Regions from separate parts of the Mus musculus genome. Here all the other regions are linked to region 1. The links are chromatin contacts, called in public HiChIP or PLAC-seq maps. All regions are on one chromosome and are shown on one strand. The core of a region is the stretch at or near the end of the contact, and the rest is flanking DNA. Distances in the headings are between cores, read along the strand shown. Region 1 has its middle 22 kb from the start of 4930445E18Rik. Region 2 overlaps Basp1 (brain abundant, membrane attached signal protein 1). Region 3 overlaps Basp1 (brain abundant, membrane attached signal protein 1).

Region 1 (4,669 bases), core at 1,213-3,712:
CTGTAATAGCATCTGACGCCCTCTTCTGGTGTGTCTGAAGACAGTGGCAGTATACTCATATAGATTAAAAAAAAAAAAGTGTAGTGCCTCCCCCAGGCTTGACCTTTTACTATTATTTTTTTAACGTATGACACCACTGTGGCCTTAGTCATTGCTGGTTTGGGGAGTCAAACTCTTGACTGGTCTCTAATGATTGAGTCATATCCCTTCACCTTCAGATTTAGTCAGGAGTGACAGAAATTGAGTTTCCCTTTCTGATAAAATGTCATTACTTCCCGGGGTGGAGGGACATGGAGCTGGTCTTTCTTTGCAGTTGAGTGCTTTTGCCATCTGAGTCAAGCCTATGCCATTCCCTTACCTCCGGAGCTGCATCAACTGTGGACCACCGCTGAGCCAGGAGGTGAGGCTGTGGATACAGCTCTATCTGGCTTCTAATGGCCTTTGGTAAGAGCCTCTTAATTCATTGTGGGGCCAGAATATGCTTAGTTTCCCTGAAGAAATTTATTAAGTTTGAGTCTGCAGAGTGAGATAGAAAAACACAGCAACAGCATTTAGTAAAGGAAGAAAAGGGATTTTTGAAAGGTTTTGTTGCTTGCTAGCATTTCTCCAGCAGCGTTCAGCATCTGACACGTGTGTGGTAAGATCCTAGAGAAGTCCAGCTGACTGTGTACGCTTGAGTGTCCCTAGGAAGGTTAATTCAAATGTGATTACAGCCAACTCTCGGCTGGATGGTAGTTTGCATACTTAAGCAGGCAAGTTCAACCTCATCACATCCGTGTATTTTTCACTACACTGGTCCAACACCCTTTTGAAGACTTGAGGTTTTAGTAGGTGAACTGCAGGAAGAAATAGAGAAGGGAGCAGTGCATTGGCCCGAGCACGTATAGTAAGGGGGAGACTTGTGCGCATGACTATTTTACTGAGGGCTACCAGGAAGGAGACTGGATGTAGCTTTCAGGTTCTACGGCACAGATTCTGATGAAGCATGGTTCATGTTCATGCTAGATTTTTTTTCATTTGAAAGCAAACATTCTTAATTGTCCTCAGAAATGCCGATTTTATGTCATTAACAGTGGGGTTTTTTTTTTTTTTTTCTTTTTGAGACAGGGTTTCTCTGTGTAGCTCTGGCTGTCCTGGAACTCACTTTGTAGACCAGGCTGGCCTCGAACTCAGAAATCCACCTGCCCCTGCCTCCCGAGTGCTGGGATTAAAGGCGTGGGTCACCACGCCCGGCAACAGTGTATTTTTAGGGGACATTCTGCAGATGTCCCACTGTGAGACTGAGTAGCACTTAGCACATTAGCTGAATTAAAGCCATATCCTAGTCCTAAACGAGTTTCCAAGCCTTAAGTTGAGAGTACCTGGGAGAAAAACAAAACGAACACCAAAAGAACATAAACCAGGTTGAAAAAAAAGCAATCCCAAATAAAACCGCAGAGCAGGTAAATCCTTGGAGATCTAAACACCTCAAAGTCCAGCAAGCGCCACTTCTCGGGGCAGAAGCAGTGGTACCAGCCAGATCCAGCCCAAGAGCAGAGGCCCCAGGAGATTCCAGAAAGCTGCTCAGAGGAGAGGAAAGAAACAGTATCAAATAAGTCAAAATACAGCAGACACAGCCCAGCTAGTGGAGCCCAGCACCGGAGCACTGACTGAATGTCTGCAAATCACAACGGACGCAGGCTGCTCAAGACTGTCGTGCGATGAGGAGGAGTTGCTGATGTGTCTCTAGGCACACAAAAATTGGAGTGTCGTGCATGTGTAGACGTCTGGGACTCAGCATGTTTTGGCTTACGTTACTTCAGCGTGAGAAGCAGTGTGCAGAATTATGGTTATTAGCCAATAAGAAACATCAGGATTATGCCTGCACATGTTGCTAAATGGAATGGGGAGTTTACAGTACTTGGGATGTCTCAGATAACGTCAAGGCTGAAAGCGTTAAGCCCCGTGGTCTGTGAAAGTCGTATCTGAGCTGATTATTTCTTGGAGTATGGGAAAGTTTAGAGGTTGTGTTAGACCTCACCGTTGAGATGAAAGAGCTGCATTTATTTCATAGAGAAATGAGCCATTGCTTTGGAGTGATCACCTACTGAACAAAAGTATTAAAAATAAATATGACCTTATACAACAGTTCATGCTTACATACAGAACTCCCACAGGTATGCCCCATGTGTATTTACAAACCTTGCCTACACAAACGCAAATACACGCATGTGTGCTTACACACACAGGTACACAAACGAAACTTTCCTGCCTCCTTTTTCTCGTGTGTGTGTGTGTGTGTGTGTGTGTGTGTGTGTGTGTGTGTGGCCTTGCCCTAGCACTCTACCGCTGAGCTACATCATCACCCCGTTCTCTTACCTCACTTATTTATTTATAGGAAAAGCTGTGAAAAGATCTGGCTACTCTTCCTGTTTCGACATCTCTCAGCAGAAAGTCTACCCAGAAGGCGGAAGTAAAAGACAGTTTGTGGAATGGTTTTTTTTTTCCCCCTCAGCTGAAAGCAGACTTTAAGACAGCTATTTTATCTGATCTGTGTCACTGAGTGACTCATCCCCCCCCCCCCCCCCCGCGTGCTGCAAGTCGCCCTTAAGCACGTATTTCTAGGGCTTTCTGTGCTCATGCACTATTGACAAGCAATCCCCTGCTCCGTTCCCACGTTCCCTGAGGTGCTGCTTGAAGTCTGTAGTGAGCTAGTACTTCATTAAGGGATCCTCAGGGGTGGGAGGGCAGAAGTCTGCTATGTCTCCTCACCAGCTGGCAGAGCAGCTGCCTCCCTACCTGCGTTTATACTAATAGTCACTGACAAGGCTTAGTAGGCCAAGGGGTCTGGGTTCTCTGACGCCACAGCTCTGACCTCCACCCCTGAGGGAGAAATTCCAGATACCCAGCAGTTGAGTTTGAAGAGGGAGGAAGGTCAGTTGGAAGGGAAGAAAGCCCTTGCTCAGAGACTGGGTTGAAGTCACCCTGGAGACTCCCGACATCCTTTGTTTGCCTTCACTCTTTGAAAGGACAGGGTTCCAAGGCGCACACATGCCTGGGATGGTCTAAAAGGTGAAGTGACAGGCAAACATTGACACAGTGAACATGTAAAGGAAAAAGGAGTTAGTGCCTAGACTCAGAGGGTATGTTTGGTTTGTTTCCTGACACTTGTTGACTTGCTTGTGTGAGCTTTTACAATCTAACCTTAGGGAGAAAGTCAAAAGTGATTCCCATGGCAGCCCAGTGGGCCTCAGGCAGTAAGGGAGGAGACATTTGGTGAGAAAACAGATAATTCAGTAGGAATTTCTTTGTAGATTTTGCAATAAGTTGTAGAAGAAGAAAGATGAGGTTTTTTTTCTAGTTTATTTCTGAAAGAGTTAAAGTAGATTTTTTTGTTTTTGTTTTTGTTTTTTTGTTTTTTTTTAAGAGCATCTTCTGACTTTGTCTGAGCAAGGGAGAGTTAAGACATGTTAAGAATTGTCCACACTGTCCTGGGCCTTTGGGAGGAAAAAACAAAGGCCTGCCTTCTTGTAACCAAGTAGGACATCGAGAGAGATTGAGAGATTTGGGCCATGACATGCCCTTGGGACCATTTGCACCAAAGTGTTCCTGTGTTCCTGTTGACGGTGAGGAATGGGAGTTTTTCAGGTCCATGAGTCAGGGTCACCTGTTCCAGTGAGTCACAGAGGTCAGAGGTCATGGCTCAAGCAGTAATTGTTGAAGAGGAAGTAGCAGCCAAGTGGTTTTAGAGGCCAGATATGGTAGTTTTTGGAGGGGTTAAGTGGAGACTCAGACCAGGAGTCCCATGCTATTCAAAGAGTTATTCCTTGTAAGTTTTCTTTTTTAAAGATTTATTTATTGTATGTATATGAGTACACTGTAGCTGTCTTCAGACACACCAGAAGAGGGCATCAGATCCCATTACAGATTGTTGTGAGCCACTACGTGGTTGCTAGGAATTGAACTCAGGACCTCTGGAAGAGCAGTCAGTGTTTTTAACCACTGAGCCATCTGTCCAGTCCCTCCTTGTAATTTAAAACAAGGCCCAAAGCCTCAGGGTGGGGGGGGGGGTAAGGAATCCCCTAAACCAATGGTTCTCAACCTATGGGTTGTGACCCTGTAGGGGGTCAAATGACCTTTTCATAGGGGTCACATATCTGATATCCTGCCTTATGTAAAATATTTGTATATAAATTAGATATTTACATTATAATTCATAGCAGTAGCAGAATTACAGTTATGAAGTAGCAATGATAATTTTATGGTTGGGGGTCACCACAACATGAGGAACAAGGGTAACAACATCAGGAAGTTTGAGAACCACTGTCATAGACTCAGAAGGAGTCAGGAGTCACAAGGGACTTAGACTCATTTGACTTGGAAACACAAGCAAACATAATTTGAATTGATAAATTTGTGCGTTAAAGGATAAAACTGAGCGGAGATGGAGATTGTAGCTCAGTGGTTGCCTAACATTCATGAAGCCCTGGATAGGACCCTGGCACTGCATAAATCTGGTGTTACATACCCACCTGTAATTCTAGAACTTGGGAGGTAGAGAGGAGAGGGTCAGAAGTTCAAGACCATCCTCAGTGACACACTGAGTTCAAGGCCAACTGGGGACACAGGAACAAATGGCCATCAGTCTTATAATTCTGTAACTGGAGACTCTCTAGCAGCACACATCAAA
Region 2 (4,669 bases), core at 720-3,219, 130 kb before region 1:
TATACATATATATATGTGTGTGTGTTGCTAAAATTTGCAAGCTTTATTTTTTTAATGAATTCCTTTTTAGTATTAAAAGGTGAATAGCATTTGTAACAGAGGCTCACGTGTTTTCAAAATCCTCCCTGGAAACCTATAATGAAGACATGGTCTGTACTCATTTAATTTCAAGCTGAGAAAATGCAAACAACAGTAAAATATAATGGAAGTCATTTTTATTTGTTGATGGAGCTGGGAGACAGGACTTATCTTTTTTTTTTTTCCGGAACGTACAGGCAAGCATGCAGACCTGTAATTACAGAGCAATAAGTATCAGCCAATAGATTCACTGGATCCCACCCTTAGAATAGGCATGAAGTCAGCTTCTGTCAGTCATTGGTTTAGCCCTTCCTCTTTCGTTACTGCCTATCTGTAGATCTTAAGCACGTGAGGTAGTCCAAGTTCAATTATCTATTATTGAAAGAGTTTAGCCTAAAGAGCACTTTCCGACAATGTGCGAGGAATTCTGGATTGTTTTAATTCAATTCCAAGGTCTTAATCATGAGAAACAAAAGACACTTAAGTATCTTAAGTTTCTATCAAAACCCAAGCCTTTGGGAGATTAGATATAGAAGGAAAAGCCTTCCGAGAGGAGCTGATGTCAACACACAGTAAGAGTGTGCTTTGTGTATGGGCAGTGGATGCTTGAGGCTGTCAGGAGTGTCCTTAAATGTCCCTTCTTCCCTGAGAGGGTGCCCCCCACCCCCGCCCGGGTATCCCCTTGGTCTCAGTGGGAGAGGATGCGCCTAATTCTGTGGAGACTTGATGTGCCAACCTTCAAAATTTTAAGGAAAGCTCCCAGTAGTTTGGAAGGTCTCGCAAGTCTTTCTTCTTAGAAGAGTTGTTACTGTATCTAGGAAATGGATGGCATTTGTTCTTTGTTCTAGACAAAGGTTTACTGGCTGGGGTGAGTCAGAGCCTGTGGCAAGGACTCTGACCTGTTAGGATGGAGGGCATCTATACAAGGAACACATTTTATTTGGATAAACTCTGACTTGAACACTTCACTGTAAGTTTCAAGACTAGTGTTGACATCAGATTATTTCCCCATAAATGTTCTCCATAAGAAGTGTACTTCTGTGTCTAGACAGATGTGGGTACGATTTCTGCCCTAAAGTGGAGGTTTCATTAGACTTCTAAATAGTTTCAGATTATACTCTTAGCTACAGGATTTTTTTTTTTTTAAGTTTCTCATCAAACTTGTAAGATGTTAGCAAGCCAGCTCTCACTGCGGTAGTCCAGCCTTCACCTTATGCTCTGCCATTTTTTGTTTTGTTTTGTTTTGTTTTTTTATTTCCTGTCACTTCGTCTGGATGATTGATGGACTTGCAGGGAAACTCCTGAAGGTGAAACCCTATCTTCCCGAGTTTTGCTTCCCTAGAACTTCAATAGTGCATGGCCCAGTGTAGTTGTTGGATGTGAACTGACACATTCACCTTTGAGACAATTTTGTTTTCTTGTCTGAAGAAAAGGAAAACCAATTTATTATTATTTTTTTATTTATACTGGTGGGGCACGGACAGGTGTTTGTTTCCAGACTGATAAGTGGAAATTAGGGCTAAATAGTCACATGGCTAGTATGTCCTGAGAGCACGTCTTAAAAGCTAAGCTTTTATGTCATTATGGGCTAAACAAACAACAAACAAGAAAAGAGAAGCAGGTTAGCAATAGGAATGAAAGATTCATCTAATGACTCTCATATTTGAGACTCTCTGATAGTTCAAATGTAGTGAGTACAACCTCATCCTTTTTCTTACTAGGCCATCTTGATTGAAATAAACCACAGTTCTTTGTCTCAAGAGAATCTGCTTGTGCTACTGTGTAATTCTTCTGGAATTTAAAAAAGCTGGAATGTTTCAGTATACCTTGCATCCTCCCTAATGGGATCTTCCAGCCCACAGTGTGGTCATCCACCAAGAATTCCTTGTGGAGATGGAATGAGGAAAACTGATGAACGCGTCTAGCTTGGGCAGAGAACTCCCTCTGAGGTCACTGGGATACTTTTCTGAACCAAGGCACAGACTGAGGGTCTGTTCTTAGCAAGGATGATTTAGAGATTTCCACTCTTAGAAGGGAGGCTGCCCAAGTTTACAGCTGGAGACTCTAGACATGAGGGCCTGTGGCCTGGTTCTTCTGTGTGACTGTCTCCTGACAGGGAATGTTTATAGTTTAGTGTCCCTAAGCCATATTGAGACAGAAAACACATGGGCGTTCCTTAACTCTGGAGATTTCTCCCTTGAGTATTCTTCTATGAGTGATCTAATGGCCTGTCAGTTGGCAGCCCCCATGACACCTCACGTGTGTTTCGACTCAAGGCGGTTTTTTTTTTTTTTTTTTTTTTTTTTTTTGCGAACAATGCCTGCCCATTGTCTTGGCGCCTTTTTGGGGGTGTGAGGGTAGGGAGTAGTCTATCTTAGTTGTTTTCCTTTTTCAGAGTGGCACCGAGTTTTCTTTAAATCTCACAGTCCCTTGGTTCTCCCCACTGTCGCCAAGCTCTCCTGCAGGTAAAAGTGGTCTCTGTTTCTACCCCAGCTCATCTTTATGGCTGGCTCTCTTGAGTTTTTATTTCATCAAAATAAAACTTCAAAGAATCGGAAGACCCTCGGGCCTCCCTCCCTCTCTCTTTCAACTAACACCTACCGATGTTTATCTTGGCAATAATTGGATGCCTATTTGATGAAACCTGTAGTTAAGTGTGTTAATAGGGACTCAGCTCAGCTTTAGGACAAGGCTTTTAATAGTCTGTTTTGAAACTTACACTCAGAAGCCCCATGGAACCCAGGAGAGCTGGCTGTTTATCAAAAATGTTTGTCTGGCCCCCAAGTCCCTTCAGTGGAATATCAAAAGTTTTGCTAGAGTTGGTTGCAATCTGAGATCAAGACTTTCTTCCCCCTCGTTCCTGCCATCTATTCTAGGGTGTCCTCCTCCTCCTCAGCACTGTGACCTGGACGTAATTTCTGATAAATATGTAAGGTGTGTAACTGCTACAGTGTGACTCCTTGTGAATTATGTTTAATTACTGATAGGACTTCATGAGTTTTCATAGACGGTGCAGAATTCTTTCCATGCCTACTTTCTGTTTAACCTTGCTTATCTCCAGCAATGCTGCCTTGTCTTTCCAAATAGGGACTTCCCAGCTCAATAATGAATGTGTAAGGCAGAAGAAAATTGGTCGAGCACTCATTCTAAGCCCCGTAAGGCTACTTAGCTTTCTTCACCTGGCAGGATGTATGACTGAAGAGTAAGTCCACAAAACTCTTCCTTATCTGAATAGTCAATCAACACATGTCTAAATATTACCTACCACCTCCAGCACTTTCTGAATGAAGGTATGGCATAGGAGGAAAGTCCTCTCATTTACTGTAGGAAATAGTTTGTAAGGTCAACAAATTGAGGGCATGTTTAAAGTATTTATGTATGTATGTATTTTATTTTATTTTATTTTATTTTATTTGTTTGTTTGTTTGTTTGTTTATTTAGAGACAGTGTCTCACTCTGTAGCCCTAGCTAGCCTGGAAGTCATTATGTAGACCAGCCTACCTTGGAACTCACCGAAATCCTCCTGCCTCTGCCTCCAGAGTAGTGGGAATTAAAGGTGTACACTTCATGCTCTGAAATGGTCACTATTAGTCCAGGCAGCAAAGGCTCTGGGTCTCATGGTAGTCATGGATCCCGTGCTCAGTACGTGCTGCAAAAATGACTTTGGGACTTGTACAAAGGTTTCTAGGTGTTTTTGTTTTGTTTTGTTTTGTTTTGTTTTGTTTTGTTTTTTGAGACAGGGTTTCTCTGTATAGCCCTGGCTGTCCTGGAACTCACTCGATAGACCAGGCTGGCCTTGAACTCAGAAATCCACCTTCCTCTGCCTCCCAAGTGCTGGGATTAAAGGTGTGCGCCACCACACCCAGCAGGTTTCTAGTATTACATTTCACTTCTGTTCTCCTTTGCCTGAGAGTAGAAGTGAGGCTGAGCCTGTTGGTCACTCAGGAATTCTGGTACGGGTGGAATATGTCCATTTGATAATATCCTCTCACAGTTGACAAGACACACTTGAGTTAGTCTAATAAGACCCTTGATGTGTTGTGGGGAGGGAAGGGGGTGTGGAAAGGAAATGATGGGCAGCTGTGAGCATGATTAGAACATGTGACATGCATGTGTATGTCACAGGAAATCCATCATTCTCTACGATTAGCGTGTACTAGTAAAAAATAATAAAAGACCCTTGGTTTGGATTCCAGATCTGTTAATTTATGCTGACGCAAGCCCTCTTCCCTGGAAACAGCCATCAAGGAAGTGTTAATACAGTAGAAGGGGGATGTTTGCTTCCTGTCTAGAATAGTTTTGGTAGTAGTAAGCACTGTTTATAGAGACCAGGTAGACAATTGGACCTATGCTGTGCTTTTAATATATTATCTAACTCTGTGGTTTATACAGTGGAACCTAGTACTCAATGGTATATACTAGGAGAAGCCTGTTAGGATATGTGTCTCCACCTCAAGTAAGGAGATTGGGGTTCTATAGAAGACATCACTGGGGGCCTCATCTCTACCTTTGTTCTCTCCTGCAGATGTCACAGCTTTGAGAATAGTGAGAAACAACATAATTCACGCAGACTCAAGGATTTTTCTACAGG
Region 3 (4,669 bases), core at 609-3,108, 110 kb before region 1:
CCCTGATTAAGGAGAAAGTCGCTGGGGGTTGGGGGCTGGCAAGAGCCTGCCTAAATCCCGGTGTAAGCGTGCAGGGGTCTCTCTGCACCATTGGCAGGAGCATTTCTCAGCAAAGGCTGCTGCATCTTGTTTCCCTCTGTGGCACTCACTGAGGAGTTTGGCAAGAAGGCATAGATGAGCGGGGGATGGGGGTGTTGGCTGCTGGCGAAGTTTTGGACTAGTAACTGTACTGTGTAGCTCAGTTTGCCAAGAGAACTCAAAAGCAGTATGGACAGTCTGTCCTGCGAGCCGATGATGTCTCATTGGGACCAAAACCACTACATTCTATGTAACCTCATCATTTTTTTCAAGCTAGACAAGGCTAAATATTCTGGCTTTCTGTTGTCCTTATTTACTTTAATTTTCTTTATGGCCACCAGCAGTCTAACTTGTTCTCTTTTCATGCTTCAGGAAGTTGATATAAAAGTCTTAGGCCTCTTATACTTCATGTGTGGACTGTTCAGTGTGTACCCTTGACCGTGTGCTAGGTTTGTATGTGGTAGACTGATGAAGAAGAAATAGATTCTTAGGAGCTAGTCCAGGCCATCCAGTTAATCTCCTGTGAAGTCCCTGTGACGCCACCACCTGCCTTTGATTTTACAAGCTCTTCAGTGATTGTGATACATAGCTCAGTCTCAGCATTGTCGGATGCTTCCTGTTGATGAAGTGGTTAGCAAAGCAAGAGAGTTCGAAGGGGATGCTCTGAGTTACACTGAACTCAGGTTAGAATCCATTCCCACTCAGAAAGTGGTACTGGGTGTCTAATATGTGCTGTGCTCGGGCCCAAAGGATCTCCCTTGGGATTTCTTGGGTGAAATCTCACAGGACACTGGAACATTTCTTCCTTGAGTGGTGTCTCATTCGGTAGCTTGAAGACATGAAGAAGGTGAAACTGGAGGAGAATGGGCTCTCTGAGGGAGAAATCCTGGGGCGGCATCGGGAGGACCCCAGTGACCAGGGCACTGATGTTGCTCTGTGTTGTCTTTGCAGTCTCCTAAATGTAGAACTACTATGTACTATTTGCCTAGTGACTTTTAATTCCTTATTTAACATAGGAAATGTTCATTGAGCACTTCTTTGTGTTAAGCAAGACATCAAGGAAAAGCACATTCTTTGTTTAGCTGATTAAGGATGGGTATAAAGGATTCTAGAATGTTCTAGAATGTTCTGGGTTGTTTTTTGTTTTTTGGGTTTTTTTTTGTGACAGTGATTAAAACTAGAAAAGTGGTTTTAAGACTGGACATACTATACTTGTTGATTGGAGAAAAAAAAAGAATACATTAAAATAAAAAAACTAGTGCAAGTTTAGGCAGTCATAAAATGTGTGACTCATCTGTTTATATTTGGGGTTAGGCATAACTGGAAATAAGTTGTAGCTATTCCTAGTGTCTGCGGACCTTCTTTCTTTGTCGGGCAGCTACAAGGAAGAGAAACTATCATGGCTTGAAGCCCATCTCGCCCTGTCTGGTCCACTAATAAACAGCAAAAATACCTCAGCTGCCATCAGTTATTTTCCCCCGTACTTTATTTTGGATTCTCGTTAAGAGTTCTAAATTAGTTGTGGTAATAGACGGGTTATTGCTTTCCCGAGTCTTTGGAAGGGAAATATGGTTCAGAATCGATCTCAGCAGCTACCATTTCCTGAGGTAGTTGGTTGCGGTTCGCTTACCGTATTGACGGGAAAACGCAGGTGATTCATGGAGAATCCTGTGTGAGGATGCTGCTGCCAGTGCTTTTGAAAGGGCCACCTGTTAAGTGCAAATAAATAACAAGGAGAGGCCACGATGGACTCTAAAAGCAAATCCCACTGTGGATGAAAATGCATAATTCATGAGTGCTTGCCGCCTGTGGCAGGATGTATTACCAGGGGCTCTGCACAGTGTCTGCAGCCAGGCAACCTTTGCATTCCAAGAGAAGCCTCACCTGTCAGGTTCATAGCAACAGCACAGTAACCAGCTCAGGCTTTTATGGGTGAAGCCTTGTAGGATCAGTTAGAGGAGGTGCAGTCTGAAAACTGACCTGTCTATTGTGCGCACAGTTACTTAGAGTGGGGAAATCATGACATCATAGTCTGTAGGATGTCTGTATGCTTATTGTTAATGTCACCATGGATCATGGTGACAGTTTGCTGCCAAGGGACTTAGTCATGTTTCATTTACTGGAATGGAAATCTCAAGTGTAGCTTAGCACACTTATTTCTTTTTTTCTACCGCTATGGGAAAGAAGGATTTAGAGAATCTAGTCGGTAAATATCGTTGTATTGATTCTATTCATCTTGGAATTTTATAGCCAGAGTTTCATGTTCCTATGTACAGTGACTTTATAATATTTATCAAGCTCCCATTGAACAGTAACTATCATAGAACAAACACAAAACAAAACCTTTGTTCTACAGACATCAGATATATTTGAATAAATATTGAAAGAAAGCTTTAGGTCATTACTCAGCTCCATTTGACTGCTAAAACTTTCAACACAGTATAACAGAATATAAAGGGACTGAGCAATCAGATGACAAATGACTACAGAGGAAGTTTGTCTAGGCCCGAATCAGGTTTTGTAATAAAGGAGAATAGGGGTTCGAATGAATAAGGCCCTTTTGGTCCTAGTTGAGAATATATAAATCAATCCTTGCTTGGTGCCTCTGTATCTTGGAAGCTCATGAAACCAGGGGGGGATGCCAAGAGTCTGTTTACAGCTACGTAGGCCACTGTGTCACAATAAGACCTCCCCAAGTGTAACGGTCGGTCACTAGGTCAGTTGTACAGACTTTCATCTGGTACATAAATTCTGTGTGGAGTGTGATGGAGCCAAAGAGGATAGACGACTGGCCAAATGGAAACCTGAAACACTGATGGCTTACTACTTACTGTCTTCCAGGTTTTAGACTCATGTGCTTCAAATAAAGCTCCTTCCCCACTCTGAGGAGTGTGTATTTCTAGAATGAATTTTGATTATACTGATTTCCCCAGGTTCCTCTGCGTGCATGCTGGTCTCTCTCTGTCTCTCTATCTCTCTGTCTGTCTCTGTTGACTTATGAGCCAACAGTACTATTCAAAGACCTGATGGAGAAGCCTTTTGCTTGGAATAGTTCATATCTCACCACTCTCATCTGGAAGAGAGCAGTGCTGAGCAGGGAAACAACCCTTAGAGAACTAAGAAGCCTTCTCTTCCTCTTCTGAAGAGCAAGTCTGTTTTAACAAGCTTAGTTTAGACGCACATCTTGACTCTTCTAGAACCTTCTTCCATGAATATCTTTTCATCTTCCCGCTCAAGTTTCTTTGTTCTTTACCTCATCCCACATTCTTGTGCATATTTTCATTCCCTCCAAATTTCTGTTGCAATACAGAAATCAGCCTTGGCAATACTCAGGATTCCTGGAATCACTCTGCCCAGACTCTTGGTGTTGACTGAGGAGAGGTCCTTACAAGCAGCTCAGATATTATTTGGGCCTTCCCAAGAGGCAAGCATTTCCCTTCCAGTAGCAAGGTCATGGAAGAGGCAGGAGACTACAGATCCCTACCCTGGTCAAATTGAATAATCTGTTCTTGTCTTGTTCAAGCTATCTATGCCTTATTTTTCTAAGACACTGTGGCAACCTAGATATTTTTTTCATTGGGCAACTTGTATCTTTCTGGTCCATAGTTTCCCTTTCCTGGGAAAAATCTGTCCTTGGCTATTTCATGAATGGATTTCAAAGGATTTTCTGATAGTTTTCAAGGAGCACTTCCTGTTTGTTCCCAGGGATGCTAACACCTTGCATTTTCTCATGATTTTCCAGTTGAAAGCTTACTTATCCTTCAAGGGTACTTGCCCTATCCCTCCAGGATGCTTTTCCTTTGGTTAAGGAGCTGCACTGGGGAGCCACGTTGTGACTTTACACACCATTAGTTGTTTGCTGGCTGAGGGTGAGTTATTAACCTCCTATAATCCCCAGTTTTCTCATGGGAAGGAGGGGACTAGTAATAATTTCTTCCTTGTAGGATAGTATGTCAATGTACATAGAGATCAACCATTAAAATTATCTTAGGGAGACTAAGTCATGTATGTAAGTAATTTTGATGTTTCTACTTAGTCAATAAACATTCCTTGCTCTTTTGACCTCAATGGTCATCTCATTTTTCACTCTTATGGTGTTTATATGCATTGTCTCCCTAGGCTGTATCCATTCCCTTCTGCTTACTGTTCATCAGGTTTCAGACTCACGTGCTTCAAATAAAGCTCTGCCTCCACTCTTTATTTTATATATTTCTAAATGAATTTTGATCATACTGATTCCCCCAGGTTCCTCTTCATGCTGTTCTCTCTCTCTCTCTCTCTCTCTCTCTCTCTGTCTCTCTCTCTCTGTCTCTGTCTCTGTCTCCGTCTCCGTCTCTCTGTCTCATCCCTAGAGATATACTCTGAGTATGCTTCTGTAGGACTGGCCTGGGATGGGTGAGTTAGAACAGGGAGGTCACTCAAGATCCACTGTTCTTTCTTTGTGCTGGAAAAGCTTTCTGTGTTCTTGTACATTACTGAACTTTTGAAGACAAAATTCATCTTAGTCAACTGTTCAGAAAATTTGGGTCATAGGAGAGTGAGTGTATGCATTTGCATGTGGGGATATACCTTTTGCCTTTTTCTTTCTTCT

What was found. HiChIP or PLAC-seq counts read pairs in DNA pulled down with a chosen protein or histone mark.
Region 2: an H3K27ac HiChIP or PLAC-seq map of trophoblast stem cells shows a contact between it and region 1, with 28 read pairs. The contact joins two enhancer-like sites. A contact is called at or near these places in 2 of 39 promoter capture datasets (neutrophils and trophoblast stem cells), 15 of 484 Hi-C or Micro-C datasets (the AML12 cell line, the C2C12 cell line, Th2 cells and 10 more) and 4 of 115 datasets of contacts at active chromatin or transcription factors (bone marrow-derived dendritic cells, fibro-adipogenic progenitors, microglia and 1 more).
Region 3: a contact with region 1 is called in an H3K27ac HiChIP or PLAC-seq map of trophoblast stem cells, with 27 read pairs. The contact joins two enhancer-like sites. A contact is called at or near these places in 6 of 484 Hi-C or Micro-C datasets (Th1 cells, bone marrow-derived dendritic cells, bone marrow-derived macrophages and 3 more) and 4 of 115 datasets of contacts at active chromatin or transcription factors (embryonic stem cells, microglia, pancreatic cancer cells and 1 more).

The regions. Positions count from the first base shown.
Region 1 is chr15:25,267,609-25,272,277 of GRCm38.p6, reverse strand. No RefSeq gene overlaps it. Among named protein-coding and RNA genes, the nearest start is that of 4930445E18Rik, 22 kb to the left of the region's middle. Within about 2 kb of position 2,462, at least 154 of the 459 cell types and tissues checked have an H3K27ac peak or open chromatin away from gene starts, as enhancers often do. A contact at or near this core is called in the AML12 cell line, the C2C12 cell line, microglia and 2 more, where this site is marked.
Region 2 is chr15:25,393,746-25,398,414 of GRCm38.p6, reverse strand. The region is part of intron 1 of Basp1 (brain abundant, membrane attached signal protein 1); the gene reads left to right. Among named protein-coding and RNA genes, the nearest start is that of Basp1, 18 kb to the left of the region's middle. Within about 2 kb of position 1,969, at least 59 of the 459 cell types and tissues checked have an H3K27ac peak or open chromatin away from gene starts, as enhancers often do. A contact at or near this core is called in the AML12 cell line, the C2C12 cell line, pancreatic cancer cells and 1 more, where this site is marked.
Region 3 is chr15:25,374,425-25,379,093 of GRCm38.p6, reverse strand. The region is part of intron 1 of Basp1 (brain abundant, membrane attached signal protein 1); the gene reads left to right. Among named protein-coding and RNA genes, the nearest start is that of Basp1, 37 kb to the left of the region's middle. Within about 2 kb of position 1,858, at least 39 of the 459 cell types and tissues checked have an H3K27ac peak or open chromatin away from gene starts, as enhancers often do. A contact at or near this core is called in microglia, pancreatic cancer cells and trophoblast stem cells, where this site is marked.